Linked DNA regions of Mus musculus: regions 2 and 3 are each linked to region 1. The links are chromatin contacts, called in public promoter capture Hi-C maps. All regions are on one chromosome and are shown on one strand. The core of a region is the stretch at or near the end of the contact, and the rest is flanking DNA. Distances in the headings are between cores, read along the strand shown.

Region 1 (4,195 bases), core at 862-3,361:
ATGCAGCTGGTTTGGTGACTGTTGATAATTTGTCCTTCAGTTTCTAAGCCCAGGATTCTCTCCTCTAATAGTTAGATAACCACATGAATGTTTGTTCTATTGCTTACTTTGTAGGGTTTACTATTGCTGTGATGAAACACTGTGACCAAAACAACTTGTGAGAGTGTCTTAGTCACTGTTCTATTGTTGTGGAGAGACACCATGACCATAGCAACTCTTATAAAGGACAACAATTTATTGGGGCTGGCTACCGTTCAGAGTTTTAGTTCATTGTCATCATGGCTGGAAGCATGGTGGCATGCAAACACCCGTGGAGAGGCAGCTGAGCGTTCAGATCCTCAGGCAGCCTTAAACCAGTATGCCTGGCTTGAGCTTCTGAGATATCAAAGCCCAATCCCCAGGGACTTACTTCCTCCATCAAGGCCACACCTCCTAATAGTGTCACTCTCTGGGGACAAGCATTCAAACACAGGAGTCTATGGGAGCCAGTCCTATTCAAACCACCACAGGGAGGAAAGGGCTTGTTTGGCTTACACTTCCACGTTGCTGTTTAATTATCAGAGGAAACAAACCGGGAACTCAAGCAGGGTAGGAGCCTGGAGGCAGGAGTTGGCCCCCAGACCGTGGAAGGGTGCTGCTTATTGGCTTTGTTCCTCGTGGCTTGGACAGTCTGCTTTCTTACAGAAACCACAATCGGCTGGGCCCTCCCCCATCAATCACTCATTAAGAAAAATGCCCTACAGACTTGCCTACAACCTGATCTTATGGAGATATTTTTTTCCAATTGAGGTTCTCAGACAAATCTCTAGTTTGTGTTGAGTTGACAAACAAAACAAAACAAAACAAAAAAAAAACTGGCCAGCACAATGTCTTTCCTCTGCATTCTTTCTCAGACCTTTCCCTTTGATACATTTGTCAGACTACAGGATGTGCCACAAATTGTGCATAGGATCCATAGTTCCTGTCTTTGACTCAAAGGGCAGGGCCTCCAACCTTCAGCTTCTCTCCCTGGTAATTCTCACATCATTGCTATTTGTAACAGAAGGGTGGAGGGTGTTAGAGAGGAGAAATAACTCCCCCTTGAGCATTAGAGGCCACCAGTCAGTTTACAGAAGGGGCTGAAGACCCACCCTCCATTCAGCTCACATCTGTCAGGACTGGGCTTTAAGGACCTTGTGTGGAGTCTCCACGGATTAGTTAAAACGAGGCTATTGGTTAGTTAAAAGGAAGCTAGTCAGAAAAAGGTACATTCCCCTTTAACAACTACTTCTGCCCTCTTAGTGCATGCTGTCCTTGAGCCAGGAGCTGAGATTAAACCTGCAAGCAAACACTGGAGATACATGGATCATGGTGGCCCAGGTCATGCAGACTTCATGAGCTCACTTCCTGGCCGGTGACATGGGGATAATACTCACCTTACCGAGCTGATGTGAGGATATGAAGACAGAAGTGACTGGAAAGTTGAAGAATTGTTCCAGGGGAGTGTTTGCAAGATGATTAAAACAAAACCCAGTCCAACGCAAGCAAACAACCAGTGTGTGGGGACGTGTTCCTCAATAGAAGTAGCTTAGACAGAATGGGATGGGGACAATTAAAAAAGTTTTTTTTTTTTAATTTATTCTCCTTAATGTTTAAACGATCAACCATGACTTTGAACGTAGCATTCCTTCCTAGACCACTAACGAAGGTTAATTAACTGGGTAAAGACTCCGATTGAGAAAAAAAAAAAAAACATCGCGCCATTCTGAAACTGCTGGTCCTGTCTGCTCTCCATCCTGGGCTTCCTGGCCTAACCTCTGCCTTCCTCTTCCCGCATCTGACTAGTCCCAGGACCCAGGAGAAGGGAGTAACCCGCCCCAGCCTGAGGCTCCCGCGCAGACCCGCCACTTGGCTGGGCAGGGTTAGCCCGCCCAGCAGAGGAGGCGGAGAGGGTCAGCAGTGGGCGGGGCTCGGGGTGGGGCCACGGCTTGGGCGCGCGGCTGACGCGACCCAAGGGTTTAGAGGGGAAGCGGGAGTGACAGGAGAGGCGCGGCCTGGACTCGGGGGCGGGGTCATGCGTGCGGAGGCGGGTCCAGGCTTCAAGGGACCGGGGCGCGGCGATCAGGGGCGGGGCTTCCGTGCGGTGGGCGGGGTCCTGGCGGGTCCAGGCTGAGCGGGTAGGGGCTCGCGGGGGCCGAGCTCCTGCATTCAATCCACCCGGCAGCCCTCGAGCTGCACCGTCTACCCCGACCCGGGACGCCGCGGCCGGGGCGAGGAGGGCAGAGGGACGCGGCGATGGCTCTGTGGGGACTCCCGGGGTCCGCTGTGCTTGCTGCTTCAGTGTTCGTGGGAGGCGCTGTGAGTTCGCCGCTGGTGGCCGCCGGTGAGTGCTTTGGTCCTGGTCGGGACGCCTGGTGAGTTGGGTCTGCGCACGGAAGGGAGCCAGGGGCTCGACGAGTCGGTCGAGCCCACAACCCCGCCGCGCCCTGAGTTGCGCGCGCCCTGCTGTGCTACCGGATCTGGCTCTGAACATCTGGGTGTCCCGGGGTGGCCCGGGCAGGGTGCGGCGCGCAGCGCGGCTCCAGTCCTTCCCCACCCGCCTGCCGGGGTCCCGCCTTCCCTCCCCGCCGCTTCTAAAAAACGGCGGGACCCCAACTCGGATTCTTCAGGATGTCGCTTTCCTGGGATGCCTTCTCCCTAGCCGTGGACCCCTTTCTACTGTCCTGGTCCTCAGAGGCCTCACCAGGCGAATATCTTGACACCCGGGATAGGGTTCTGCTTTCCAGCCTCCTTCCTCGCTTTATTTTCTTCTTTCCTTTTCATTATGTTAAAGCCTTGAAAGTGCCAGTCTTTGCAGGTGGTTATGGATTCTTTTAGTAAGTCGGGAATTTCTCACTCCTTCCCATACATGCTGGATAAATTAGGCCGGGAAAGAGGAAAGACATCTATAATGTATACTGCTTTTTCTTTGTATCAAATCCTGTCATCACAAAAGGAACCTCTGTGGTCGGGGTGGAAGCCACCAAGCCGAGACGCTGAGTGCTGTCTTCAACTACAAGCCATCAGCGGGAGTTTCTAACTGAAATCTAAGAGGTCTACCTTTTACTTAAGGACGCCTTTGCCTTGTGCTCCTGTTTTTATAAGGCACACACCAGGGATTCTTAATAATTGTTTCCCCCTCTTAATTGCCACCTCGCTGCAGTACTTAAAAAAAAAAAGTTAAGCCTTCCTGGCCGTTTGGGGTTACCACAGGCTGATTCTTACGTCAGCAGGCTCTGCCAAGCTTGCCTTCAGGGGTGGCTCCTCTTCAGGCCCAAATAATAAGCAGCTGGAAGGCTTCCAACGGTGACTGTCTTCTCTATAAAATATACGTGCTGCTCTTCTTTTTGGAGAATGTTCTAGTCACTCGGAGCTTTGGAGCCTGCTTCTCATTTGTCCTTTACTTTTTCATGGGCATCAGAACGAGCTAGCAAGGGAACAGGATAGATAGACGATGTGTCTCCTGGGTATTTATTAGCAGATCCGCATTTCCTTCAGCCATCTACCCAGGGGAAAGGGAAGCTGGTGACTCGTTCTATTGGATGGGAGATTTTCCCGTGCATCCTGGGCTTCTTTCCCGAGACTTGTAACTACAACATAGTTTCAACGTAGATTGGAGACTGCAGGTAGTAAGTGGTATCACTTGTTGCAGAGTTTGGAACAATAACAGAAAAGATGAACCTGGGAGCAAGATTGTTACAGTTTAGTAAGTGAGGCATGTAACCAGCCATCATCAGGAGAAATCCATTCCTAGAGTGGGTTTTTGTTTTGCTGGGTTTCTGAACAACATCCGGGTGTCAGGCCTGCAATGTGACTGAAGAAAGTTCTACGGAGTGGTGCTATTAGTAACCTTTTATGAGTGAAAGTTAGTGCTTAAAAAGAATGAAGTACCTAAGGTGGAGAGGATAGAACTTCCAGTTTGTTGGCTGGCTTAGGGCCTGTATCAAGAGATGAGCCTGGAACATCTGGCAGCTGATCTCTTTGGACTCCAAGTCCAGAAGTAGGAAGAAGGAGATGGCATCTGATAGAGACAGCCTGCCGTGTGCTTTAGCTGGGTGCTTCATGTGTATTTTAAAACTTATTCCTCATGACCCAAGATGTGTTTATTCTCTGTAGATCAACTGAGGCCTGTCATTACATAGGCACTGTATCAGTAAGCATTGGTTGGGTGGGGTGG
Region 2 (4,195 bases), core at 702-3,201, 2.6 Mb before region 1:
TCAGGAACAGAGAAGAAATTATGGATAGGATGCAGGAAGGAAGCAAAGAAGAGTTCAAAACCAGTGTTCCAGTCCCGTCAGTCCTCCCTGGAAATAACCGAGGGAGTTTCCTCCAACAACTGCAGGATGCTCTGTAGCCGGCCCCTCACAATCGGGACATCTAAGTATTCAGCTGGCAAGGAGGTGACTTCCCGACTCCTCCCGCAGGCCGCCAAGGGAATGAGCCTAGGAAGCAGGCGACCGGGCTGGGACGCAGAGGCGGGAGCAGGCAAGGAAGCGTTTCCGCGGTGATCCTGGAGACCCTGCCGGTTTCCGGAAGGGTGATTGCATCAGGTGTGGAGCAGGGCGCCTCCTCCGCCCAACCTGGAGCCCACCGCGCCTGCGCGCCCCGCCCCGCCGCCGCGGCTGACTCCAGCGCGGGTTTTCCTGCGCGTCCGAGTAGACCGCCTGGAGGGGGCAGGCGCGGTTCGACCCGGGAGCCCGGGAGAATCGGGTGGTAGGGTAGGCTCTGGACGTTGGCGGGCTGGGAGATCAAGGTGCAAGTTGGTGTGGTAGCCTGCTGAGATCGCCGCGATGAAGGATTCGCAGGGTGGGCTTGGGTTCATTTCCTCCTCTGTCTGGGCTTGAAGGACACAGTAGCCTGTGTCTCAAGGCCCTCTACAGTTTGCTTTTCCCAAGTTGGCATTTGAACCCTGGTTTTTGACTCTTCATGGTTCGCAGGATTCGTTGGGCCAGTCTTGGGATGCAGAGGTTCAGTTCCAAGAGTGAACCTGCATAGATTTATGGAGATTTTTCTGTAGCAGTACTATTGGCCTTCCGCGGAGTCTGAGGGAAATATTGATTATAGAAGAGGCTATAGATTACAAGAGACCACCAACACACGGCGTTCTCTCCATTCCTGATAACCCAACACTTTTACATGTCAACACCTTGTGTATGGAGATGGCAGAAATGGCATTTCATAGAAACTATTCAATGGACGTCAGTTACTGCTGGGCTGTAAACATGAAGGCAGGGGCTGCGATTTGCTTACAGGTCTTAGTAAGGGGATCTTGTGGAACCTCAATAAACTCATGCTGTGTGAAGAAAAAAAGGAATAATGCCCATCTTCACTGTAGGGAGGATGAGTCTGAGTTTATTATCTGATTGAGGAGTGCGTTGTCAAAGAGCCATTACTTAGTAGTTATAATTATTTTCAGAATTACCTTTCTAGAGGAGATGGTAGGTAGCATGGTCTGTGTATAGCAGAGTCCCCATGACTAGTCCTCGGATGGCAACCGCATCAGTACCTGGGATTTGATACTTACAGGCGCTTGTGCAGCACGGCACAACGACTCATCCAACCCCTGGAAACGCGCCTAGCATGCTGCTTCAGCAACCTTCCCAGATGAGTCTGACTTAGGCATCAGTTTAACACCCCTTGGCTTGATGGAGAAACAAATCAAGGACTTCCAGGTGCCTGCAGTAAATCCACTTAATGCCTAACGAACAGGTAGCAAGTAGATAATGCTTTTCCTTGTTCGCAGGCATATTTCTTGCATGGCGTTATCTCGCTGTGATTTTCCAGGGCAGGAATGTTCCTGTGTGGCATATGTCTAGCCATGGGGGATGAAGGAGGCAGAAGGCAGGAGAAAGTTTCACCTTTTAACATTCAGTTAGCCTGGAAGGCTGTGGACAGCTCTCATCTTGGGGTATTTTTCCATTCTACAGGAACGCAGACGCGTGAGAGAAGAGTTTCCCAAACTGCCTTTTGGTGCAGACAGACGCTAGGCCACCTGGAGGGGATACCCGGGCTGCCCCGCAACCCCCAGCCTCTGGGTGTCACCCTGGCGCCCCTTGCCTCCCTGCTGTGCCGCAGCTCGGCCGCCTCCACCTGCAGGGGTCGCCCTGGGAGCGCGGCCCGCCCCCTTCCGCCGCGGCCTCCGCCCCCGGCCCCGCCTTGCTGGGTTCGCCCGGCTCCGCCAGGCCCCTCCAAGCCTTTCCTCGCGCAGCCGCCGCCAAAGCCTGGAGAAGTGGAATCTCGCTGCCGCTGCTCCCTGCGCGGGCCTCGCGGAGCCGCACTGGGCATGCTCAGTCGCCGGAGCCAGTGCTGCTCTAAGTAGGAAGCTCGCGTGCTGCAGCCCGCAGCTGATCCGGGTGCTCAGCGGACTGCGAGACCTGGGAGCCGGGTCCGGAGCCGATCGAACGCCGCGCAGCGCTGGTGAGCCCCGCTTCCTTCCATGCCTTCAGCCCGGGGATCCGAGGGATGGCCCGGAGTGCGCCGGGGGTGCCGGGCAGCCGGCGAGCTTGGCTGCTTGTGCCCTCGCGGCTGCTGCTCGGTTTCTGGCGGTCACCGCCGGTCGCCCAGCCGCAGCCCCAGCTGCAGCAGCTGCCGTCGCATCTGCAGCAGGCGTCCGCTGCGGAGTCCCGCTCGCCCCGCGCCCGCGCTGCAGGGCCGGCGCTCTGGCTGCGGGCTCGCTCCGTCACTCCCATTACTCCCTCACTCCCACCCAGAGCTGGGGTTCGGCAGGGCCGGGCGAGGACACCGGGTCGCAGGGCTGTGCCCGGGCGGAGACTGCGGAGGGCAAAGTGCGGGTGGGCGCGGGCGACCGGTAGCGCACGCCCCCTTGCCCTGGGGCCGGCCTGCCTGCCGGGCGGCGCGCTCTTGCGGGAGACTCAGAGACCTGGCCAGCGTCTCCCGGGGTGCAGAGAACCCAGCTCTGCAGAAAGGAGGAGAGGGCAAAGTTCCTGTCCCCTCTGCAACGCCGAGAGCGTTTTTAACTAGAAAATGGCTGTGTGCCGAGGGCCGGATCAGGGAAGCCGGTCATCGGGGTCCCGAACGCCCCACTGCTGCTCCCTGGGAGGAATGGTGGCTCAGACGCCAGAAATGACATTTGTGCGACGAAAACTAGCTGGGCGGAGGGAGGATGCGGGAGTCCCGTAGAAACAATGATAGGTAGTCTCTCCATTGATGGAGAGGTCTGAAAACAGGAGGTCAGGCCCCAAAGGCCAAGGGAGTGTGGGGCATAAAGAAAAAAAAAAGCTGGAGAAATCAGATGAAGAATTGGGACCGTTTTGTAGCAAGATTCTGCACAGCCACGACTGTTCTGATCGCTTGGGGATGGACTGAGTGATTTGAGAGGGCTCACATGAAGAGAGAATTAGGTCAGTGTCTGAAGCCCAGAGGGCTCTTAGAGGGAGCAGTTTTAAAAAGTCTTGTCCCTGACTTTGCTTTGTGCTCAGTGTCTTAAATGAAAGTCATAAAACGATAACAACAATATCATTTTGATATCAAGAAATAAACTTTGTGAGGCTGGCCCTTTTTGTTATTTGTTTCTTCATTTTACCGATTTCAGAATAAATTATGACAGCTGGTCTGTTGTTTTAGGATTTGGTACCTTAAATCTAAATTTTCTTTCTTGTTATGATACTACAGATCCTTCCCTGAAATGGCCATGGTAGTAGTACCTGAATTCTTATGGCTGACCTTGCGGAGACAGGACTCTGGGAGGGGGCATTTCTTTATGAAGTTAGGCTTTGTCTTGTTTCAGGGTTTCTCCGAATTTGGAGAGTCTTAACAGAATCTTAGAAATGGCATCTGTTTGGGAAGATAGTATTTGTCCTGAGGATGGGCACCCCCCCACCCCCAAGGCAGGCAGAAATGTGGTGGGAACAAGGGTGGCTGGGGTGGGGAGTGGTCCCATCTGTGGAGTGTGGGGGTGGGGTAGGGGATGTCGCAGATGCAAGAGGTCTGCCACTGTCCTTTTGAACTTGTTATGTTAGGTTTGTAGATACCTTCGGAAAGTTCCCAGAAACAGAAAGCCATGTGCCAGGCTTTGAGAAAGGACTCAGGTTGGGACCCTAAGGACTCAGGTTGGGACCCTATTCTGGTTCAAGTGTGGTTGCTGTCCTCTGACACTGTTACTTCTTCCCCAAATGGATACTTTAAACTATTCACCTTTAAGGAGCTGGGTAGAATCCTGCAGTCTGAACCTTTGTAAAGAGGTAGTTGAAAGCTGGAAGAGCTATAATGTAACAGAGTAATACTTTACATTAGTTTCAGTAATATGAACACAGGCTACAACATTATCTCGGAAAAGACAAATATTACAAGAACACATGTGCAAACAATATTTTAGAACAGTTATTTTGTATGTCATGTTTCTATTTTCTGAGGGCTTTTCCTGCCAGAGGAGAAACAGCAAACAAATATTGG
Region 3 (4,195 bases), core at 1,237-3,736, 2.2 Mb before region 1:
AATAACTAAAGCTTGTTTTATTTTTCCATAGTCTGCATTGTGTTGTTTTGGTTTTGAGACAGTTTTCCTTGTATAGCTTTGGCTGTCTTAGAACTTGCTCTTGTAGACCAGGCTGGCTTCAAGCTCACCAAGATCTGCCTGCCTCTGCCTCCCGAGTCCTGGGGTTACAGTACCTAAGCCATCACCAGGCTCATCCATCACCTGCCATTTAAAAAGTTTATTTAGCCAGGTGTGGTTGCACTGGAGCAGGAAGGTAGCTTAAGCACTTATGTTCAAGAGCAGCCTGGGTGCCATTGGTGCAATGCAGTCTCTAAAAAAAAATCTGAGTTATCTTTGCCATACTTATAGGGAGAGGAGTAGAAAGTAGGGAAAATAATCACATGTTTTACTTGACCAGCCTGGGCTATATGGAATCTTGTCTTAATCCCCCTTTCACCCCTTTTACACTTCCTAAAAACCAACTCACAAAAGAATCATACTCACTTGGAAGCTGGGTGTATCAGTGCGTGCGTGCGTGCGTGCGTGCGTGCGTGCGTGCGTGCGTGCGTGCGTGTGTGTGTGTGTGTGTGTGTGTGTGTGTGCAATCCCATCACTGGGAACTGAAGCAGGAGGATAGCAAGTTCACACAACAGCCTGGGATGCGGTGCTACAGTGTTATGCAAACGAGCCACAATAGCACAGCAGTTTACTGTATCAATGAGCAGACAGGAAAAGTGCAGGCAGCAGTTGAGCACTTGAGGCAAAGGAGCAGACTCGGAAGCACACAGGAAGACTTGCTTCCTGGAGCCTGTGCCTTTCTCAGGGGCTCAGTTCCCAGGTGCAGCTAGCACTACATCACAGGGCTTCTACACATTTGCATTCATTCGAGGCCAAGGCTCAACAACTGAGCTGCACCTCTTTCATCTTCCCTCCCTTCCTCTCCTTCCCTCCCTTTCTTCGCTGTTGACTTTGTTGCTGACTTTAACAGACCCCGTTGCTCTAATCTCTGTGGTCCTCTCATCTCAAGGCTGGGCCCAGAGCTTCCTATGGAAAAACCTATCTTGAAGCACAGAGCTGTGCCTCCTGTAGCTCAGAAAGTCTCTTGGAAACTGGTTTCGAAGCCTTTTTTACAGCTGCGGAGTCTTGGTGGCTAACTAACTGTATCAACCCCTAGAACAGTTCGGAACTGGGAGTTTTCTACAGTCTGCGATTCTCAGTACATGTGTGCACCTATCGACAAAGTCTTGATTCTGAATTCAGAACATGGTTAAACTGGCCTGGCTTGACTTTTGCTGCCTAAAAGATAAAAGATCGAAGATCAAAAGGATGGAGAACTTCAGAATTCCTGGCTGGCTTCAGGAATTACTTTTACTAATGGTGGTAAGATCTGACTTTTCGATTAGACTGGAAAGGTCGGCACTCGGGAAAGTTGGCCTGCTTACCTAACCTCTGTACGGACAGTGTCTTCACCTCCAGACCTGAGGCAGACCTGAGGATCAGATTAAGGAAATGGGTGAAAGGGTTCCTGAGTAAGAAAGACCTCAATATAAAGAGATTAGGATTTCTTCATTTATATGTCAAGTTAAAAGGAACATAAATACCCCCTCTACCCTCCACTATTACTATGGATGATATCTATGAGTTTTCAAAGCCTCCACCACACCCCACACGCCCCACATTCACAGATCTTCAAACTGCATGGTTCACTGTTATCTAGCACTGACTTTTTGTTTTTGTTTTGTTTTGTTTTGTTTTTGTTTTTGTTTTTTTTTTTTTTTTGAGACAGGGTTTCTCTGTGTAGCCCTGGCTGTCCCGGAACTCACTCTGTAGACCAGGCTGGCCTCGAAATCAGAAATCTGCCTGCCTCTGCCTCCCAAGTGCTGGGATTGGGATTAAAGGCGTGCTCACCACCGCCCCGCTAGCACTGACTTTTAACCTATGGAGTAACTTGCAGGGTGGCAGGTCAGGTCTAGTGCCTAAATCTGAGTCAGAATTACGCGCGTGACACAGACGTTGGATTTGCACTTCATGGAAGGCAGGGCCAACTTCTCTCCACTTCCCTTGAAACTTGTACACGAGTCGAAAATCAGTTGCACACCCCTTCACAAAGACTTCGTCTTTCCTTCTCCTTGAAACTGTCCACAGTGAAAGCAAAACTCCCATCCTTAGAATCTTCCAGAAACTCAGAGCTGGAGGGTAATTAACTTGCTCACAGATAGTGAGGGCAGAGTTGGGTCTGGAGCCTCCTTCTAACATCCATTGCACGTTTTTCTACGGGGGGGGGGCGGATTATACATAATAATAGTATCACTAACAACAGTGGCTAACGCTATATGCCGATATTCTATCAGCTTCCATTTAACTAGATGGGGGGGGTAGTTTTGGGTCCTTCTTTTAATTAAAGTAGCCTACTGTGAAACAGTATTTTTTTTTTCAGTTGCATGACATTGCAACCCGAAATCACAACTTTAGGTTCCTTGTGGTGCCCGCTTCCTCTTCTAGTTTGTTTAGTCACAGAATTCGATTCCTGTTGGCTGTTTCCGCGCTGCAAACAGGCTTAGCGCTCCATTGAAATGCGGGAGGCTCCTTAATTCTTGTATAAACAGGTAACCCGAGGGGTGGGGCGGGGGCCGCGGCCCTAGGGTGGGTTTCCTGGGAGTGGGGATGGGGGTCAGACTTAGTTCCCCTGTGATCAGAGGCAAGGTTAAAGGAGGGCTTGGCTGAGGTTTCTCCTTGCACTGTTTTTGTTCCCTTTCTAGAAACCAGCTGTAACACTAGGTCAGAGCGCATTCAGAATGAGCCACTTTGAACGAGCAGCGGCGCCCAGGCCCCAGGCCCTGCTGTGAAGGCTCCGGCAAAGGTCAGAGCTCCGGCCCCCCGTGACGTGCCTGCCTGTGCTCTCCGAGCTATGCTCAGCCTCAGGTAAGAACAGCCCAGGAGGTCCTGGCTTCCTGCAGGCCCGCGGCGGGGCTCGTCTGCCGCCCTACCTGCTCCAGCGCCTTCCTGCCCCGCAAGGCCGGGGGCGGTGGCACTGCTCACCCCGGGAGTCAGGCGCAGGGTCCTTAGTCCTTGGTGCAGGCTCAGGGTGGCTTACTCTAAACAGCCATAGGCGGCCGGAAGCCACTCTTCTAGATGTCCCCAGGTGGGGCAGGTGCCACTTCTGGGGTCCCTTCTGAATGTCTGAAATGGATGTGACTTTTTGAGCGGCCAAAGTTCGTAAATCCTCCGCATCGGGGCCAGTCCGATATGATTTTTTTTTTTTTTTAAACCTTCAGCTAAGGTATCCGCGCTTCTAAAACAACAGGAATGTTGCACTGGCCTTCGGCCAGCGGAGGCTCAGCGAGCAGGATAAAATTTCAGTGCAGATTTACGGGAAGTTGCCGGTGTTGGGAGTAAAAATCTGGTTTGGTGAGTTTAAGGGAAGGGAGTATACGAGACAACCTTGCTACTGTGAGGCGAATGGCCTCGTCTGGGGGAGGGCAGGAGGCGGAGGGAGGGAACCGGGAAGAGCAGGGATTGCAGAGGCACCGATTGCAGCCGGACTCCGCCGCGCTCCGCGGGATCCGACCCTGTGCCGCTCCGCCCGGGCCACAGCCGCACCGCAGCCGGCTCGTACGACCCAGCCCAGCCGGCCGCCGAGCGCCCGGACCCGGAGAAGCCAGGCTCTGGGCCGGGAAGACGTTTCTTACCGCAGGTCACTCAGGCTAAGAAATTGTGACAAACTGGAATTCCCAGAACCCGGGAAGAGTTAAAGCCTAGAGCGATCTGATCTGTTGCTTTAAGCCGCACGGTGGGAAGTAGTTTGGAGACTCTTTAATTTAGTTTTCTATTTAAAAGTGTGCGGCCAGCGAAGATGTTGTAGGTGACTTCCTAGCCTTGTAGATTGCTACCGGGCTGTGAATGGTATTAATTTCTGAAGTGAGCGACGCCAAGTACTTACGGAAGGTAAGGTGGACTTTTGGCAGTTCTGACTACTGTCCCCATAGAGTCCTGACTTTTGGGAAAAAACAAACAAACAACATCTTTCTCTCTCTATTTCTTTCCCCCTTAGTATTAATCTCTCATTTGATCGTCTTCCTTCTTTAGTGGGAAGTTAAAGGGTTTATAAAAAGATTTTTTTTTTTAAAGCTTCAGCTTTTGGAGAGCAGATAATCCTATGGTCAGCCGCATCTTGTTTCCTGCAGACTTGAGTCTTTTTCCGTGTGTGTGTGTGTGT

Evidence for each region. Promoter capture Hi-C pulls out the DNA fragments that hold promoters and counts their contacts. Capture Hi-C pulls out chosen DNA fragments and counts their contacts.
Region 2: a promoter capture Hi-C map of liver shows a contact between it and region 1, with 4 times the contacts expected there. The contact joins the promoter of Apbb2 here to the promoter of Rell1 in region 1. A contact is called at or near these places in 2 of 39 promoter capture datasets (liver and pre-B cells).
Region 3: a promoter capture Hi-C map of liver shows a contact between it and region 1, with 3 times the contacts expected there. The contact joins the promoter of Rbm47 here to the promoter of Rell1 in region 1. A contact is called at or near these places in 1 of 39 promoter capture datasets (liver) and 1 of 9 other capture datasets (liver).

The regions. Positions count from the first base shown.
Region 1 is chr5:63,966,813-63,971,007 of GRCm38.p6, reverse strand. It overlaps Rell1 (RELT-like 1), which reads left to right and starts at 2,111. Exons shown (of 7, transcript NM_145923.4): 1 at 2,111-2,362. The coding sequence starts at 2,275.
Region 2 is chr5:66,616,573-66,620,767 of GRCm38.p6, reverse strand. It overlaps Apbb2 (amyloid beta (A4) precursor protein-binding, family B, member 2), which reads left to right and starts at 1,951. Exons shown (of 17, transcript NM_001201413.1): 1 at 1,951-2,200.
Region 3 is chr5:66,150,245-66,154,439 of GRCm38.p6, reverse strand. It overlaps Rbm47 (RNA binding motif protein 47), which reads left to right and starts at 2,486. Exons shown (of 8, transcript NM_001127382.2): 1 at 2,486-2,585; 2 at 2,739-2,901. Gm26725 (a long non-coding RNA gene) reads right to left here and starts at 3,436. Exons shown (of 5, transcript XR_001785070.2): 1 at 2,967-3,436; 2 at 1,422-1,468.